Regions from separate parts of the Mus musculus genome. Here region 2 is linked to region 1. The links are chromatin contacts, called in public promoter capture Hi-C maps. All regions are on one chromosome and are shown on one strand. Each heading gives the region's core, a stretch centred on a gene start, on an enhancer-like site or on the middle of the called end of the contact. The rest is flanking DNA. Distances are from core to core; before and after follow the strand shown. Region 1 holds the start of Arhgap15os (Rho GTPase activating protein 15, opposite strand). Region 2 has its middle 55 kb from the start of Gm13470.

What was found. Promoter capture Hi-C pulls out the DNA fragments that hold promoters and counts their contacts.
Region 2: a promoter capture Hi-C map of the HPC-7 cell line shows a contact between it and region 1, with 7 times the contacts expected there. The contact joins the enhancer-like site here to the promoter of Arhgap15os in region 1. A contact is called at or near these places in 9 of 39 promoter capture datasets (3T3-L1-derived adipocytes, the HPC-7 cell line, cranial neural crest and 5 more) and 2 of 9 other capture datasets (adipose tissue and liver).

The regions. Positions count from the first base shown.
Region 1 is chr2:44,063,940-44,066,639 of GRCm38.p6, forward strand. Arhgap15os (Rho GTPase activating protein 15, opposite strand) reads right to left here and starts at 1,385. Exons shown (of 3, transcript NR_040622.1): 1 at 1,295-1,385. It overlaps Arhgap15 (Rho GTPase activating protein 15), which reads left to right. Exons shown (of 14, transcript NM_153820.3): 8 at 1,045-1,168.
Region 2 is chr2:46,496,458-46,499,157 of GRCm38.p6, forward strand. No RefSeq gene overlaps it. Among named protein-coding and RNA genes, the nearest start is that of Gm13470, 55 kb to the left of the region's middle. Within about 2 kb of position 1,389, at least 1 of the 459 cell types and tissues checked has an H3K27ac peak or open chromatin away from gene starts, as enhancers often do. A contact at or near this core is called in the HPC-7 cell line, where this site is marked.

The DNA of each region.
Region 1 (2,700 bases), core at 135-2,634:
CACACATGTAAATGGATCCTATGTCTGAGAGATACTAGCTATTTTAAGCTTAATAGAAAGCATAAGGAATGTTCCTTCCGTCAAGATTTGTGAGGTAGACATCATTTCATCTTTCAAACGAGCACTGTTCTTATTCTGGAATAGAGCATGGTCTCCTTTTTCTGGAGGTTGTAAAAAGCACTCAGGTGCTTGAAAACTATATTTTCTGCTTGTTGTAGTATCTGACATATGTTATTCTGGAAATTAAGTATCTTTGTATCTATGACCATAGTTACTGTTATAATACCACAAGGAAAAATCATTCACATGTAATGTTATTATTTTCCAACTAAGCTAGAATGATCTTCTCAAAAAAAAAATTAAATACCTAGAACGTTAGAAAAATAGCTCAAAGTATGCATTCAGATTACATGTTTTTTAAGGCTTAAATTATTTAAAACTTTTTTATTGACTTAATTTTATTTCACTTATGTAAATATATAATGGAAAAATATTCTTGAGAACTCTTAGTATGCTCTAAAACAGGATAATGTATTTAAAACCTTTCATTATATCTCTTAAAAGATCAAACTGTACAAATTAAAATTGTCTTTCCATACTATCAACAGAATCCCCAATATATAGACAACAAAACATGGATTATTATCTTTAAGTATACAATATAAGGCCAGAAAAACTTTAAACACTGTTCGTATTTACTCGATGCATAGTTTGGGAAAGATGTTTTTTCTTCTTCTATATCTTTTCCTTGTCTGTTTTCTCAGAACTAGTAATGTTGTCTATGTGTGGGCCCTGCTGAATTCCTGAGAGGATTAACTGAGTTGATATATGTACAGTTCTTTGAATAATTCATAGCATTTAGTAAGCACTATTTGGATGCATGAATCAGTATAAACACTGTGCTTAGAATACAGGCCGTTACCCAGCCACACACACACACAAAAATTAACTTACTCAAAAGACCGGTTAAATTTAGCATCAAGATAAGACACAAAACTCGCGTATTCTTTCTTCCTAGTAAAAGGTACTCTCTATTATTTCTAGCCAAAGAATCCAAGTTGTGGGTCCCTGGAGTTGTTCAATTTGCAGAGATCCTCAAGTTCTGAACTGCCGAGTCACTGCCACATCGATAGAAAAGAACAGAAACCAGAACACAGGAAGTCCTTCAGTAAGTGTTTTCTTTGACTGCTCCTTTTACCTCTGTCTAAATGCAGAGCTTATGAAATATAAATGTATTAAAATGAGATTTAAGCCAAAGCCAGGCTACTTTGGAAGATTCGTAGCCATTTCTTACCTAGGGATTCATGCGCTGGAGGGCAGTCTGGGCATTCGGCTCACATCATTGTTGGTAATATCTTTTGAGAAAATAATTGTTCCAAGGTCATGGTCTCTGCTTACAGCAAACCTCTGAATCTCTGAGTAATCGCCACAGAGTTCAGATTGGTGATTGATTTTGAGAGTGGGAAATGTCAAGCATCTGGCATGCTGACCATTTGATTTTCATACATTAAAAGACAAGAGTGACCATCAGAGTTGGCCCAACTAAACCAACAGCTTTTGCACCAGTCCACACTTCCAGAAAACCAGGGAAATTTAGAAATATACATTCCAGAGTGGACAGGAAACCTGAGACCTGAATGAAGTGGTTATCGAAGTTACGGTGAGTTCTGCTTCCAACGCAATTGATTAGGAATAACAATAACTTATATCACTTACATTATGCTCTTCGAAACTTATTTCTTTAGCCAGCCTGCTTCTTCCTCAACAAAAGGGGATGATTACAACATGCCACATGTAATCCACACAGGAAAACTAAGCACTAGACTTCTGAAAGGACATGTAGATATATTTCATATCAGCTAATTCTGTCTTTAAAATTATAGCAACTTCCTTAAACCTCCCACCCAGCTATTTTTAACCATTTTTTCTACATGGAAATATATTTATATCCTAGTTTTTGAAACTTAAGGACAAGTCAGTAAGTTACAGAAACACCAGTACATGAGGTGTAAATAAAAATGTACGGTAAATGAATATATTTGTTTATAACACATATGCGTCATTAGAAAAGATGTGGTAGTGTATGCGTGGCAACATCTCTTTCAAAGATGAATGATTAAGACCCACCGTTCTAGAGGCTACAGGAGATGTTGAATTGAGATCCTTTTGAAAAGAGGGAACTAACTGTTAAGGGGCCTCTGCCATAGTTTTCTCCAGCTACCAGAGACTGATTCAGCAAATCATCTGCTTAATGCTGCTGTTTAAGAAGGTTGTAACTGCCTATGGCCACAAAGTCCATGGGGTGTTGGTGAAGACTCATCTGTGCCTTTTTAAGGGCTATTATTTGGAGTTAATTTAAATTCAATAGTAGTTTCCTTTACTTCTTGAGTTTCTGTCTTTTGTTGCACCTGGGATGAGGTATAAGGTAACATATCTAACACAGCCTTACAGAGTTAGGATTCAGTTATGAGTCAATACTTAATGTTAATTATGTAAATATTTTGTTGTAAATGCACAAGAGTTTGTGATGCAGTGATTATCAGATCTGAAATCTGATATTTAATTGCCGTTGTGGAAGAAAACTTAACATGCTTTTAAACCCTGAAGCAGTGTGTGTGTGTGGGGGGTGGGGGGGAGGATTCGCAAAAGCATGTTTGAGAAACTGAGGCTGACAGATGCAGCACTGAACAGTAATTACAT
Region 2 (2,700 bases), core at 139-2,638, 2.4 Mb after region 1:
TACAGGTAGATCAACCTATAATTTCAGAACTTTTGTACAGTTTCCAATTATTCCTGTAAACATTGATATGCAAATATTTAAAGGTAAACTTTTTTCTTGTCTTTCCTGTATTTAATTTATTTCTCTGGACACTTTTGATTTGATACAAATAACATAGATTTGTAATAATAATTTCAGGAATCATATTTTATAGTCTAGTATTTCCCTTACTCTATTATTTCACTTTGATAGAAATATGTAATTATGATTACTCTACAATCAATCAGCAATGATTGTTTGGCTTAATCATGACATTATAGATATTCTATGATAGATAGTGGATGAGCAATGCTCAGAATCCATCTGTTTGCATTATGTCAATGAACTCCACATAAGACAGTTCTATAACTATCTTAATTTTCTTTAATGTAAAGTGTTCATAAAAGCCTAAAATAACTCTCATCTTATGGTTTCTGATCAACAATATCCAAAAAATTATTTAATAACAGAAATCTTCTCTGTTTCATACAGAAGACCACACAAATGTACGTCATGCCATGGTCCTTTCAAGGGATTATAATTCTGTTCAAAAAAGTCATTTATTCCCAACATTTACTTCAGTTTATATATATATATATAAAATGACTTGGGAGACAGAGGCAGAGGCAGGTGGACTTCTGAGTTCGAGTGTAGCCTGGTCTACAGACTGAGTTCCAGGACAGCCAGGGCTACACAGAGAAACCCTGTCTCAAAACAAAACAAACAAACAAACAAACAAAGGGCATGTTTCCCATGCACTCCCTATTCACAGTCCTTATTTTTCATGCAGATCCATCATCACTAACTTGTTTGAAAGATTTACTTTGCAGTTCATACCTGGTAGAGATGAAATTCCTGAGTAATTATACGTATAAAAAGTAAAATAAACAAATAAATAAGCCTTACATTTAGAAAATATTTTGCTATTTACGTATCGTTCAGCATGGCTCCAAGGAAGAATCTGACAGGAAAGTGGGAGAAGGAAGAAAGCACACATCCTATAAAAGTAACTTTTATTTGACTGAGATAACTGTCATCCTGGAAACGTATTACTGAGTAAGCTCAAACATTCTAGTTCTTTCTGTACTCTGCCTGGCTGGTTCAATTCTTCTCCAGTCTGACCAATATAAATTGGTTTCTCTTGGCTTCAGACTACATTTCTCTGCTTTGCCTCAAACTAGCTCTGGCAAGTTGTTCTAATCTTGTAGCTCCTTCTCACTGTCTGGCTTGGTCTGTCTTCACTGTCAACACATCTCTGTAAAACCATCATGAAAAAAAAAAAAACAATAAAACAAAAAACTGCCTCTGAACTCCATGAATGGAACTGTAACAACCTCCACTCCACTGCACTGCCTTTTAATTTACCAACTCGACATAACTGACACTCTCTCCCTGCACTGTTCTTATCAGAGTTGGGCAGATGCTATCTCTCAGTCATTCTGTCAAGTCTTTCTCTGATTCATCACTTTGTCTTGCCCTTAATTAGATGTCACTTTTGAAAATGACTGCTTCCTTCTAAAACATACTTTACCTACATTTTTAGAGATTAGAAATATATCCTAAAAGTCTGTCTGTATTCCATTTAGATGTAGAAGGTGTTTGAATGTGATCTCTTGGCAAAACAATCACGTTGCTTGTTTAACATGTCTCTACAAAATCCACCGACACAATGACGTACAGAAAACTTGGGAGCAAATAGACTGTGCACTGTGATGGACAAACCGGTGCACTCCAGAAGCTCATGTGCTTATTATATACAGTTGAAGAGCAAGGTGATGGTTTAGTATACAGCTGAATCGAGGAGGGAGGGCTGGATTTCGGAGGCAGTTTTAGCTGATTTTGGTAGATGTCTCTGTAAGGAAAAAAATCTTCAAGATGTAAATATCTGGAGAAGTGTAGTGTTTCTGAACCCAACCATCTGCGTAAAGACCAGAGGTAGATTTTGTCATCACTTAGAGCCTCATCCCTGAACCCTACCCAGGGAGTTGTACTTGAACATTTTCCCATGTGTTTGATCCTTCGGGTTCTTTGAAATGAATGTGCTCAAATCACCTATATATATTACATGAAGACTAAATTCATTCAGGTATTCCTTCATTCTCCCACATAAACAAATAATTTTACATTGATAATCTTGGTAAGTCCAGAGAAATGTTCAGCCAAAGACAAAGACAGAGGCTTCCTGAATTCATTATATAATCTATCATTAATTAAGTTTCATAATTTTCTTGGTTGGAGCAGTCACTCTTCTTGGATTTTTAAGAATACCACACTACTTCACTGGAATGCTTTTCTTTTTAGTAATTTTTTGATGTTATAAAATAATTATATTATTTATCCCTTCCTCTTCCTTCTCTTCAACCCTCCCATGCACCTCCTACACTCTATGAAATTCACAGTTTTCATTAGGAAGGAGCAAGAGAGACAAATCAAGAAGAAAAAGGAGGGAGGAAAGTAAGGTAAGAGTAAGAATGTTTGAAATAGTAATATGACATCCTATTATCTACCTAAAATTGCATAATAGGTACAACTCTCAGTATACATATACATATGAAGTTTAAATGAAAATTTCCCATTGTGGCCCTGTGATTCTTTCCACAAGAGCCATGAACTATAGAAAAAACCCTATATTACCAAACATGAGTAGTTTTTGGTGATTCTTTAGTTTTCATCACATCCATG